Linked DNA regions of Mus musculus: regions 1 and 3 are each linked to region 2. Evidence: chromatin contacts called from public HiChIP or PLAC-seq data. All regions are on one chromosome and are shown on one strand. The core of a region is the stretch at or near the end of the contact, and the rest is flanking DNA. Distances in the headings are between cores, read along the strand shown.

The links. HiChIP or PLAC-seq counts read pairs in DNA pulled down with a chosen protein or histone mark.
Region 1: an H3K4me3 HiChIP or PLAC-seq map of embryonic stem cells shows a contact between it and region 2, with 10 read pairs. The contact joins the promoter of Tmem248 here to the enhancer-like site in region 2. A contact is called at or near these places in 2 of 39 promoter capture datasets (liver and pre-B cells), 1 of 484 Hi-C or Micro-C datasets (erythroblasts), 4 of 115 datasets of contacts at active chromatin or transcription factors (cardiomyocytes, embryonic stem cells and extraembryonic endoderm stem cells) and 3 of 9 other capture datasets (adipose tissue, liver and pancreatic islet).
Region 3: an H3K27ac HiChIP or PLAC-seq map of embryonic stem cells shows a contact between it and region 2, with 2.5 times the contacts expected there. The contact joins the promoter of Kctd7 here to the enhancer-like site in region 2. A contact is called at or near these places in 1 of 15 datasets of contacts at CTCF or cohesin (the NIH/3T3 cell line), 3 of 115 datasets of contacts at active chromatin or transcription factors (embryonic stem cells and fetal liver) and 3 of 9 other capture datasets (adipose tissue, liver and pancreatic islet).

The regions. Positions count from the first base shown.
Region 1 is chr5:130,220,480-130,224,998 of GRCm38.p6, reverse strand. It overlaps Tmem248 (transmembrane protein 248), which reads right to left and starts at 2,664. Exons shown (of 7, transcript NM_027854.1): 1 at 2,427-2,664. It overlaps Gm6598 (a long non-coding RNA gene), which reads left to right and starts at 1,133. Exons shown (of 2, transcript XR_377119.4): 1 at 1,133-1,265; 2 at 2,971-3,281.
Region 2 is chr5:129,965,133-129,969,795 of GRCm38.p6, reverse strand. The region is part of intron 1 of Vkorc1l1 (vitamin K epoxide reductase complex, subunit 1-like 1); the gene reads right to left. Among named protein-coding and RNA genes, the nearest start is that of Vkorc1l1, 25 kb to the right of the region's middle. Within about 2 kb of position 3,200, at least 28 of the 459 cell types and tissues checked have an H3K27ac peak or open chromatin away from gene starts, as enhancers often do. A contact at or near this core is called in adipose tissue and embryonic stem cells, where this site is marked.
Region 3 is chr5:130,143,602-130,147,925 of GRCm38.p6, reverse strand. Kctd7 (potassium channel tetramerisation domain containing 7) reads right to left here and starts at 3,043. Exons shown (of 4, transcript NM_172509.4): 1 at 2,700-3,043. The coding sequence starts at 2,843.

The sequences.
Region 1 (4,519 bases), core at 1,415-3,914, 260 kb before region 2:
ACCATGGTATGCACATACACATATACAAACTAAATACCATGACCAAAAATTCAGAGAAAAGAAAATTAAAGATGTCAGTAACAATATAAGAAACTCGCCAGGGCTATACAGAGAAACCCTGTCTCGAAAAACCAAAAAAAAAAAAAAACCAACCAATATAAGAAACTCTTTCAGGGCTGGAGAGATGGCTCAGGGGTTAAGAGCACTGACTGCTCTTCCAGAGGTCCTGAGTTCAATTCCTAGCAGCCACATGGTGGCCCACAACCATCTGTAAGGGGATCCGATGCCCTCTTCTGGGGTGTCTGAAGACAGCAACAGGACAGTGTACTAAGACACATAAAATAAATAAATTTAAAACAAACAAACAACACTCTCTTTCACAAGAGTTAATTGTGGATTGTGGCAGAACCAGATTATACGAGGCTAAGGAGAAAATAACTACTTAACATATGCCATGTAGTGGACACCCTAACAACTGCTTAGCACACCCTGGTAGGTATTTTAATCTCTCCGACACTGTTAGGTGGGTATCAGTCTCCGTGTCAGCATACAGCTTAGGTAATGTACAATGATACAAGCAGACATGTAAGTGGCAGAGGACTCTCATTTAACTCACTGTGCTATCACACAACACCAGGCCCAGCAAGAGGGCTTCCCACCAATCAATTCCACATGCCTCGAACACACCAACTACATCATCGGAGACACCGTCTTCAATAAACACTTTAGCTGTCTAACTAAAGTTCTGTGGGGATAGAAAGAAGGCTCAGTTAATCTTCCAGGGCACCTGGGTTGGGCTGGTGGCAGCTCCAGTGGCAGCTCACAAGGATCTGGGATCACAGGCGTGTGCCACTAGGTCTGGCCCATAATTAGAATTCTACAGACTTCCCATACTGACAAAAACCATCCTGTAGGTCCACCACCCTTGCACTGTGCTCTGTATCCCCGACCACTCCACCCCACCCCCAAATCAGGCCCAGTTTTCTCTAATGCTCGTGTGTAAAGAGGAGAGCACTAGATGAGAGAGGGAAGAAGGGTCAAAAGGAAACACGAAGCTTTAAAACCATGGGCTCCTGAGAATGTTCAGACAAGGCAACGACAGAAGCCTGGGAAAATACGAGTTCCAGAACTGTGACATGGCTTCAGGTTATTTCCATTATGTTAAACTCACAGCTCTGGATTCTCTGCATCAGAACTAAAGCTGTGTGTCTTACAGTATGTGGAAATCCTCCCGTGATTTGTTGTATTATACAACTATGGGACAGGTAAGAAATCACCCCCCTGTCCCAGTATTGACTAGCCTTGCCACCAGGCTACCACTACTCTGTGAACAGGGCCTGGTACCACACAGCTAACAACACCCCAATATGAGGCTGAGGCAGGAGGATCACAACTTCAAGCTACACAGAGAGTTGGAGGCCAGCCTGAACTACACAGTGGACCTGTCTTTAAAAAAAAAAAAAAATTATGTTTTAGCCGGGCTTAACCGGCATGGCAGTGCACACCTGCCAACGGCAGCACTAGGGAGTCTAAGAGAATCAAGGTCAGCCTCGACTGAGTCGTGGGTTTGGACTATCTAAGGCTGCAGGAGACCCCAGACTCCAGGATTCAGATTAAAACCAAAACAATACCGTTATTACACTGTGAAACCTTGGCAGTGTGGCCCACGCCTATATCTCTGAACTACGGAGTCTGAATCGGGAAGATCGGTGTTGAAGGTGGGTCTTGTCTACATAGGGAAATCCTAGCCAGTTAAGGCTGCATTAAACCCTCTTTTGGATACATTTTTGACAACCCAAAGTCAAGTCACAAATCTAAAACTGAACACACACACACACTCACACTCACTCTCTCACTCTCACTCTCTCTCTCTCTCTCTCTCTCTCTCTCTCTCTGTCACACACACACACACACACACACACACACACACACACACACACACACAGAGAAGTTGGAAAGATGGCTACGGGGTTAAGAATACCTGCTATTCCTGAGGACCAGAGTTAAGTTCTCAGCAACCCCATCATCAGGCAGCTACCAATGGAGTGTAACTCTGGGTCTAAGGACACAACGCCCTCTTCTGGAGTCGGTGGGTATTTGCGCTCACGTGCGCAGACAAGATAATACAAACACATCATGTAAATAATTTTCCAAAACAATCATTTTTTTTTCTAAAACTTGCAAAGGATGCTAGTAGGTCCACGCAGCCTTATTCAGCCGACCTATACAAGCCTTGACTGAGGGAGCAGGACTCCGCAGGCCTCGGGAGGATGGAACAGGACCGGGTCAGCTAATAGAGGAGTGAACGGAGCTGGGGTGGCTGGGAGAGCCTGCGCACCGATCCGCCCAGCACGCCGTGGGCCCCGGGTTCAGGGTCCCCGGTCCCGGCCCATGCGCCCGCGATTACGACCCCGTCTCCTACTCACCGCCCCGCAGACTGGCGGCTCGAGCCCGCGGACGCCCGCGGCCTGGCCCTGTTCACTCGCGGCGGCGCGCGGCGGGCCCCGGGCTGCCCCGCACCATCCTCTCCGCCGCTCCGGAGACAGCGAGCGGCTCCTCGGGGCCGAAGCGACGACCCGAAGCCAGGCCAGAGCGCGCCAACGGGACGCCGGCTCCGCGCGCTGCGAACGCCGGGCTTTCCGGGTGAAGGCAGAAAACCACGTCACCACTAACGCCGCCGTGACCTCTGACCCCGCCCGCGCGCGACGGCGGCGCGGAAGGGACAGAATTGCTCCGGGGCGAGCGGCGGGTGGGGTCGGGGTTAGGAGGAGAAGCAGACTGTCTTCGTTTTGCAAATGGGAAAAGCATACACGGAGCTGCCTGAAATTTATCACTCGCATTCGCGAACTGCCGTGAGCTTGCTCGGTTCCGTCCCGAAGTGCTTCTGCAGGTCTTGGTGTGTATGGCGTGAGATAGTAAAGAGGACACGATTTTCGTTTATTTTTGTTGGAATTTTTTGTTTTGACACAGGGGTCTCGTGGATGGCAAGAGCTGGCTTCCTGTTCTCTCTGGAGCCCAATGAGGAGCCAACTACCTTAGTCATGGTGTTTGAGCACACTAATACCACCCTCCTCTCTGTAGACGGGACTCTAGGATCCACTGGATGGGAATCTGTCGCGTTTCTGGACAACAGGACAATTCATTTCAAGCCATGTCTCAGTCCCCAAGGACCTAGCTGACCTTAGAAGCAGCAAAATATTATCCTTTTTAAATTCCTCTAACCACATTAATACTGACCTTTGTACATGATTATTGAAAACCCAGGAGATCAGTTACACTTATCCATTTGTCTGGTCTTGACTTTTTTTGTTGTTCTTTAAAGACACGGTTGCTGGGCAGTGGGAAGGTTGTCCTTTGATCCCAGCATTCAAGAGTCAGAGGCAGATAGATCTTTGCATTTGAGGCCAGCCTGGTCTGCAGAATGAGTTCCAGGAAGCTGGGGCTAAACAAAGCCTGTCTTGAAAAAAAAAAAAAAAACCAAACCAACCAACAAACAAAAGAGATAAGGTCTTTCAATCCATCCCTGGCTGACTTAAAACTCACTATGTGACCCAAGCTGGTCTCAAACTCAAAGATCCATAAGTGCTGGGATTAAAGGTGTGCCATGAGACATGAGAACATTTGTGAGAATTTTCTCCTTAGGTAAAGACTATGCGATGTTTATCCCCTTTTCCTAAGGTCTCGGTGACAAACCAAAGTTCCCCCTGGAATGCCAGTAAATGTATCTGGCTTACTTACAGAGCATAGGCAAGAGGTTACTGCCAGCAGGGTGAGTGACCTCAAAGCAACTACACTGGAAAGTCCTCACCCAGAATGGATGATGGCTTCCCATAGAATGTGTAAGTGGAACTCTGATGCTTGTCTCCTCCAGAACCTCAAAGCCAAATAGTTCCAGGGAAATCGTATAGAAGACATCTGCATGTGTATGTCTGTGTGTGCACAGCATGTGTGTGCTCTCATTCCAGACAATGAGCTACCACTGCTATGCTTTTGGTTTTGAATAAGTGCAAGGAGCAGGTAGAAAGGCAGAAATACACAGTAAAACGTGATCAAATCGATGTCTATGACATCAAGCAGAACTCAGATAAGGAAGGCCTTAAACCTAGGAGGCTGGAGAAGCTGCTGAGAGGTTTTTTTAGACAGAGTGTCTTCTGTACTCTTTACAAGGGCTGACTGACAACAGTTCTTGTTATTTTTATTTAGTGCTTATAATCTAGCAAATATTGAAGTGGACTGAATGAAAATGGACCCCATCGGCCCATATGCTTGAATGCTTGGTCCCTAGTTAGAGGAACTGTTTGGGAAGGATTTAGGAGGTGTGGCCTTGTTGAAGGAGCTGTGTCACTGGGAGTGATTTTGAGGTTTCAAAAGTCCCTGCCAGGCCCACTATCTTCTCGTCTCTCCCTACTTGCTGCCTATAGATCAAGAGGTAAATCTCTCAGCTACTGCCTCAGCACCCTGCCTGTCTGCTTCCCTCCATGGTGATCATGAACTGACCCTCTGAAACTGTAAGCAAGCC
Region 2 (4,663 bases), core at 1,951-4,450:
TGGTGCCAGAGAGGATTGGAAGAGGAGGTGCTGGATCCCTGAGAACTGTAGTTACAGATAGTTGTAGGCACCATGTGAGTGCTAGGAACTGGACCTGGGTCCTCTGCTCTAAATGCTCCAGACTGGAAATTTTACAAACTTCATCACAGTTTGGGAAATACTGGGCTAGTCATAAGAAGCTACATCTATCTTTTAATGGTCGGCAAATGAATATAGATAAGATACCAAATAAATCCCTATCACTTGAGACAATGTTAACAGATTAAGTAATTTAAATTTTTAGTATTTAAAAATTAGAAATGAAAAAAAATAGAAATGTGGAGTTTACAGGAGCACACTTTTGACCATGTCAATATTTACAGGTAGAATATATGTATGGCCTTCACAAACCAGTGAGTTAACAGTCTCACACGGTTTCTCTGTTTCTCCAGTTAAGTAATAAAAGCAGAACCAGGACACAGTGGTTCCTACTTAATCCAGCAGTGTGTCCATAGGGATTGTTGAAGAAGAGACTAATACAAAGTTATCTGAAAAACCCGAGCCCTTTCCGTGAATGTGCTAGGTGCCTGTGGAGGCAGAGGCTGATGTGAGGCATCATCCTCAGCTACCCATCTAGATTTTTTGAGACAGGGTCTTTAATTAACCCTAGAGCTCACTGACTGGCGAGGCTGGCAAATGCAAGGGATCTTGGCAAATCCAATGTCACCCAGCCATTTCTGTGGCAGCACTTTATAAACTGAGCCACCTTCCCAATCCTCCCCCAAACAAAACCTAACTCTGTCAGACTACTAACAAATAACAAATCGTTTTGGAAATACCAGAATGTTCTGTGAAGCCTAAACTCCCTAAGATTTAAGTAGATTTTAATTCAAACAACAATTAACCATCAGGCTCAAAGATCTGAGGATGATTAGCTCATGAGGAAGCGGTGAAAAGCACTCCTTCTATTCGTGAGGAAGAGAACACAGCAGTGGTGTTTGTTATGCTCTGAGTCTCCAGAGGCTTCTGCTGGGATGAGAATCCCGCTTTGCAGGCTCTTTCAAGCTAGCTACCAGGAAGAGGATGTCAGAACGCTGCCACTATGAATAAGTTTTCAGGTATGAGGGAGGAAATCAAAAGCTGGTTTGAAGGCTGACTTTTCAGTGAGACCTCTGACACTCATATACCTAGACTGAGGCGTAGGGTGGAACACATCCCTGTCACTCCCACTCTGCTTCAAAGAATCCACTGTGAGTAAACACACCACTAGTTCAATGTTCCACCTCCATAGGAAATCGACTCAGCACTGCAGGAGCTGTTGGTGGGGCTGGGTACGAATGACGAACGAGAATGTCTTTTTTTTTTTGAGATAGGGTTTCTCTGTATAGCCCTGGATGTCCTGGAACTCACTTTGTAGACCAGGCTGGCCTTGAACTCAGAAATCCACCTGCCTCTGCCTCCCAAGTACTGGGATTAAAGGCATGCACCACCAATGCTCGGCGAGAATGTCCTTGAATCAAGTCCTCTGCCTTAGCTTAAGCACTGCTCTGTAATCTTTCTCTCAGGTAAGAAGTTTATGTAGGGCCTTGCTAGTCCAGGCTAGCCTCAAACTCAAACTCTCCTAGCAATCCTCCTGCTTCATTCAGCCTTCCTATGGTTGGGTTTACATGTGTATGCCACTCGATCCAGGTATAATTCATTTTACTCACAGATTATCCCAAAACAAAATCCCAAATTTCCATTCTGCATAAAATTCCTGCTAAGCCAGGCAGACATCTTTAATCTCAGTATTCAGGAGGCAGAAAGAGGCAGGTAGAGCTCTATCAGTTTGAGGCCAGCTTGATCTACAGACAGAGTTCCAGGACAGCCAGGGCTACATAGAGAACCTCTGTTTCCAAACACACACACACACACACACACACACACACACACACACACACACACAAAATTAATTAATTAAAAATAAATAAATAAATAAATTTCCTTCTGGCTCCTCAGTAGAAAAATGCAGGCTATGGGGGCTGGGAAGATGGCAGTGAAGAAGTGCACTGCTCTTGCAGGGGATCCGAGTTTGATTCCCAGGATCTGTGTCAGGTGCCTCACAACTGCCTACAATTCCACAATGAGGGTATCAGAAAGCCTCTTCTGGCCTCTGCTGGTGCCAGGTATTCACACATAACACAGGAAAAACATTCATATTCAAAAAACATGTTAAATACATTAAAAAAATAAAAATTAATGTTTTGGGGACATTTTCCTGTCTGTAGATCATCATAAAGTGACAAAGTAACCTAGAGATCTGGGAAAAGACTTTAGAGAGATGAAAGACTGTTCAACCCGGGCTTGGTGGTGTGTCTGTAGTTCTAGGCATTTGGGAGGCTGGGGTGGGGTCAAGGTTTTAGATGACAAATTCAAGGTCAGTTTAAGAAACACAAAGTGGAATCTCATCTTTTAAAAACCATCCCACCTAGGAAGCATGTCTTGACAAGTTTAAAACAGAAAGTGCAGAGCAGATACAATCTAAAGCAACAAAAGCTAAGTAGTAAAGTTCTTGCTTGGAACGAGGCCCTGGCTGTGTCTTGGTGTGGTCACCTTTCTTTCTGCTGAGCTTCTTGGAATGGGTGCGTCGGAAGTTTCCCTTCTCTTAATCCTTTCAGGGGCTCCAGATGCACGTTAGATTGCTTTTGACTTAAACTGTTGCCCCTGGTACAGTGCCTGATGAGTTATTACTATTTCCAGTTTTCTAACTTCCATTTCTGCTTAAATTGTTACATCTTTATAGATGCCTTCCTCATCTGTGTTCTTTACCATCTCTAAATGCTTTTTTGAATAAAATATACATTTTTACCTCCATTTCTTCTACCTTCTCAAACAAACAAACAAACAAACAAACCCATTAATTGTTTCAAGGTCTTTCTCCAGTGTGTTATCTCAGAGACTGTTTTTTCTCCTCATTTGAAGCACTTCCCTGGTTCTTTCTGTGCTTGGTAATTTTGAATGCTAAAATACCGCTTTCTCTTTTTCGTTCGAGGTTTTTTGTTTTGGCACACAGTGTTAAGCTGCTTGGGATCAGCCTTCAAAATTGCTTCTGTACTGAGAGGGTGGGTGCAGCACAACCTTTAATTAGGGCTGAGTTAGCCTCACCCCAGGGCCATGCATACCCTTTGATGGCCTGCAAACACTCCAGCTAGTAGGAACAATCTATGTCCAACTCTGTGTGAGGTCCTGGATCACTTTGCCTAAGGCTTTCCCAGTGCTGAAGTACTCCCTCTCAAACAAGTTCAGATCAGTGCTAGACCTAGACCCTCTGCCTGTCTAGAGTTCTTTATATCTTTTTCACTTAGGTAATCTACTCCCAAATTTTCTTCCTTCTCTCCTACTCTAGCCAACTTTTATGTCTAGCTTCCCAACCAAGTTAAGACCATCAACTTTATTTGGGGTCCTTTAATTCATTCTGCAGCCTGCAAACTTCTATATGAACTGACAACCCAAGAGCTCAGGTTTGCTTCTTTCTCTGAGAAATCTCTGCTCAGTATTACCCAGTACCTACAAACGGCTATCTTGTATGCTTACTGGTTTCTTTTTCTTTTAGTGTTGAGGACAGGACTAAGGATTGCATTGCCTAGGCAGTACACTATATATACACTGAGCCAGTTGTCTGGGCTTGGTGGCTCTGGCCCAAGTAGGGAACTCACTACCCTCACAGTTGCTCACCATAACACCTGGCTTGTTCTTTGAGATAGTCTCACTGTAGCAGACTAGCCTCCAGTTTGAGAGGTTCTTCCGCTCTCACCCTTCCAAGTGTTGGCATTACAGGACAAGGCCACTATGCCCAGCTAGTTTTCTGGTTTCTTTTCTTTCCTCTTTCCTACTTCTTTACAGGGAGAGGCAGCGACGTGGGTGTCAGAGGACAATTTGCAGAAGTCAGTTCTCCACTTTGAACATGTGAGTCCCAGGAACTGAACTTAGGTCATCAGATACCTTTACTCCCTGAGCCACCCATCTCACCAGCCCTGTTTGCTGCTTTCTTAAGGTAGCAAAGTATGATGAGTACGGTCAACATCCCAGGATTTAGACTTTCCTGGAAGATGGGCCCCTGAGCATGCCCGTAAGGGATCCTCTTGGTTATGTGGATTGGTGTGTAAAGACCCATTTTAACTGGAGGTTGGACTAGTCCTTGATCTATATAAAATGGGGAGAATAAACTGAACTCGGGCATTCATTACTCTCTGGCTGCAGACAAAGCATCCCTGATGTTTCAAGTTCCTGCAGACTATAAGCTAGAATAAACCCTTTCTCCCTTAAGTCACTTTTGTCAGGATGTCTTGGCACCACAACAGTTTTCCTTCTGGAAACTAAGCCAGGGGGTTAGATTCAGCCCTAGTTTTTCTGCTCTTGCTAGATAGAATATTGCAAGTCAAATGGTGATGCCTTCGGTTCACATCTAAAGCCTTTGTCTTACTCAGCCCAATGCACCCTCTTTGTAATGTCCAAGCAATGAGTTCCCTCCTTTCTCCTGACATTTGCTCCACTTTCATGTCTAATACTGAACTCTCTCCTTCATAGTGCCTTAGTGCCTTGGATTTCTTCACTTAGCAACAGCACAGAGAAGAAAAACAAACTTTAGAATGTAATCAATTAGTTTTTTAAAAAATCAAGTCTATCCTTTTTACTATATACATAA
Region 3 (4,324 bases), core at 1,794-4,293, 180 kb before region 2:
TTTCCTTAAGCATCCATCACCAAGTCCTACTCATTCGACCTGATAGCCCTTAAATGGGGTGTCTCTTCACCCCAACCCTCCAACCTCTACCAGCTTTCATTGTCTTTTACTCCTTTTTGAACATCTCACCTTTAAGTCCTTACTCATGCTGGCTTTTTGGCCACAGATGTTCTTAATGCTCTCCTCCCGCCCAGCTAGCAAATGAAACTGCCACACGTGGTGGTGTGTAGGTTGTTCACTGTGTAAACACCTGGATGACACTTTTGTCTGTCCACCCAGGTGTGTGTCCAACCCTAAATTACACCAAGGCACCACACAGTTGGCAGCATGGGTCCATTCCATCTCTATTCCATGACCACTACGGCTCTTCCCTCCATCTCACGTCCAAGAAAGAATCCCGTACATATTCCCCCCTTATTCCTTCACTACACTCTCCTCAATGACAGCACCTAGCTCCATACAATGGCAACCATTTCCTGCCAACCCATTTTCCTAGGTGCCAAGCATCCCAAAGGCAGGGAGAGCATGTGTGCTTGCCTGTTGTGAACAGAGACCAAAAGCTCTTTGTGACTGCATCGAGGTACCCACTCCTCACTGCCTTCCTCTTATCCAGAGCCTGGCAGGTGCTATGCTGGAGCTCTACCGCAGAGCTTCACACTCAGCACCAACCATCGCTCTCTACCTCACCCCATTCTCTCCCATTCAATTTATATCGATTGATTAGTCTCCACGTCACCCAAGGTTTTGGTCACAAGGACTAAGTGAGGACGGGAAAATAACAGTAAAGGTTATTAGCCTGGAGAACCTCAAGTCCCAGTTCCAACCAGCTGACTCCAGATGAACTAAAACTAAACTAAATCTCAGGGTAAATTTTATCCTAGATTCCCCCCCCCCCAATGTTACATCTCTCTGGCCGTGGTGAAAGTCTAAAGTCTTTGTAGTTATCTAAATAGTCCTTTCCCCAAATTTCCACACATCCTTTGTTTAGGGGGGAAAAAAAGACTCCACTGTGCATGGTGGTGCACTCCTTTGATCCCAGCCATTGAGAGGCAGAATCAGGAGACTCTCTGAGTTCTAGACTAGTGAACTCCATAGTATAGAGTGAGCTCCAGGCCAACGTGGGCAACCTAGAGAGACCCTGCCTCATTAAAAAAAAAAAAGACAAAAATAGATGAGATAAAACGTACCTGAGACTTGCCTTACAGTAGAGACTAAAATTCACAAAATATCAGTGAATTAAATGCACAAAATTTACAATTCTAAGTATGAGCTCAACTCTATTATTATTATTATTATTATTATTATTATTATTATTATTATTATTATTTTGAGACAGAGTTTCTCTGTGTAGCTCGGGCTCTCCTGGAACTCACTACATAGACCAAGCTGGCCTGGAACTCACATTTATCTGCTGCCTCTGCCTTTGGAATTGGAGGTGTGTACCACCAAGCCCAAAAATTCAACTCTTACTCTCACGGTGCAAAATGCCTTTCACATTTCTGCAGAAATGCTAAGCCCACTTTAGGTATACGCTAAGACTCAGATGTCACTTAGGTGTAATGCTTTGCACTTCTGGAGTTCTTTCTAAAAGGCAGCACCCACTAATGTACTTCTTTGCTCCATATGCGAAACAAAAAAAGTCAGGGAAAAGAGTCCTAGAACTCACAGGGAGGGATGTGACTCACAGGAGGCCGGGACTGGACAGCTGGCCTACAGTCTGTGGGATTGTGTGTCCTGTCACTCAAACCACAACTTCTGCCCAATGACAGTGCACAAAAAAAAGTGTCACCGCCGTGTTGGCCCTTTTCCCTGACTGCAGAGTTATGTCTAGAATTTTGCTTATGTTCACAAGTTTCCCACGATGCTGGCAATTCGGGGATTCTAACCCTACCACAATACTGTCAGCTGCCGGAGAGCCTCACTCAAGCCAGCCCCCTCAGATTGTCGAGTCTCCACATCTGTATCCATCTTCCTATCCATCTCTACATCTGTATTCATCTTCCTATCCATCTCCAGGGTCAGTTCAGGTGCAAAGTGTCACACACAGGAAGGGCTACTAACGAAGCCACTCCATAGCACAATACAGCAACTGATAAATGAAGCCCCTAATCCCTCCATCATCTCTGCTCTGAGTTCAACTCACCATTGCCCTCCTATTTCCCGAATTTATCTCCTGCATGTCCTTGCTCTCGCTGCTTTCTTGACCCCAAATCCTCTACCGTTCACTCTTGTCCATCTAGCAAATAAAATTACCCCATGTGGTAATGGAGATTGTTCACTGCATAACGGCACCTGGATGAGAATTGGTCCACTCAGGTGTGTCCTTTTCTTAAATCATACCAAGGCACCAGATAGGTTAACTGCAGGTAGTTTCTAATGCCACTCCCCCGGCAGCTGGAGGATACACCTGGATAACCCAGGTCCTCCTTTGGATTGTATGGAACATGCTATGTGTTGAGTCCTCGTCTAGTTGATAAAGGTGACATGAAATACAGGAATGGAACTGACATCTGGTAGTACGGGAAGAAGGGACTTGGAGTGCAGGTGACTCGGGGCAGGGAGGATACACCTAGTGTAGGAGTGGCATCAGGGGTGGATAGCTCCTTGGGAGGCTCTCCGCCCAAGGTCAGCTCTGCAAGCACCAGTCTCTCCCTCGCTTCCCATCAGCCCTCCCTTCCCCCATCGCTCGATCCAGGTACCTCCTGGGGCAGCAGGGGCAGCCCGTGCCCCGCTTGCGTGGCCGTAGGAGTGGCCGGCTCCAGGAAGTCGTCTTCGGCTTCGGAGCTGGACATGGCACCGTCCGAGTGACGGCTGTCTGGCTCCCGCCCGGTGACTACCACCATCCCTCTGGCTCTGGGCGGTGGGCGCGGCTTCGGGTAGGCGGGTGGGCGGAGGCCTGAAGAACTAAAGCCAAGCAGTGCCTGACATGACGAGATGGGCCGCCGGCGGGCGCTAGACGCCGAGGACCTGCAAGCAGTTAGGATGTCCTGTGCTGCCCTCCAACAGTCTAACGACCAACGCGCCTACAGTTAGTCGCTGGTCTGACCTGGCTGCCTCCAGCCATTGGCCGAATCTTCGCTGGCTCCGCCCTGATTGTCAGGAGGTTCGCCCAATCACAGAACAAACAATTCGGCCTTAAGCCGTAGTGGCTACAGGCCTACCCAATTCTGATTGGCTCTTGGCTGACAAGCGCGAGCGACGCCTGTCTGCTCCAGGGTTTGGCCGAGGGGAGGTGATCGCCCACTGACGACCTCGATCAGCAACCACCGCGTGGACCCTGCGCTGCAAATCGGAACCAGGCGCTTCTTGCTATTGGCCGAGGTTTCATGAACTCCTGCTATGATTGGCAAGAGCATTGTCCAATTATAGGGTAAACACGTCTGGTTGGGTTTGTTCCATTCTGATTGGCTATCTAACTAACGGGAGCGCTACCTCCCTTGGTCCAGGCCACTTATCTAGGGAAGCGGCTCTCTGCGCATAGCAACCACAGCGCAGGTAGCATCTCTGGCCTCACCCGGTCGCCTCCTACTACTGGCAGTGTCCGATTAGCTCCGCTATGACGGTTAAAGGTCTGATCCAACCATCGAGGTCTCAAACTAGAGTGACAACTGACAACGGCTTGCCGATCAGTCCCATTCTTATAGGCCACCTAAAGGGCACGCGTTCTGCACTTCCGACGTTCAACGACAGCGCTGGTCCCCCGGCGCGGTTCCCGAAAGGACAGACCACCCAATTGCTCCTGCTATTGGCTGTGTCCTCGCTGGCCTCCGCCCCTGATTGGCAGGAAGCCCGCTCATAGGGGCAGCACCGTGGTCCTGCTTTCATTGGCTTTCTGACTAGCAGGCGCGAAGCTCCAGGCCACTCCACTTTATCATCCCGGTCCATGTGTCCTGGGAAAGGGCCCAGGACTGGCTGGTTTGTCTCCATAGCAGCGGGCCAGTGAAAAAAGGCCTAAGCAGGCTGTCCTTGAGGATGTGTTGTGGAGGGCTGAGGGCACCTGCTGTGTAATAGAAATTGAGCACTGCAACACCAATGGCTGGCAAGGACATGGCTGCTGTGCTAGCGCTTTTTCCGTGGACTCACACAGGAAGGAAAACCTTGGTTGCAAATACCTTTAATTGCAGCGACTTGAGAGGTTAGAAGGATTTCTGAGAATTCAACTCTTGTCTCTAGTATAATAAATAATAATAATAAATAATAACGGAACTGAGTATGGTGACTCACGCTGCAATATCAGTACTTGGAAGTCAAGGCCAGCTTCAGCTTCATAACATTGTGAGTCCAAATTGGGTTACATGAGACTGCTAAAAACAAACGCTAAAAA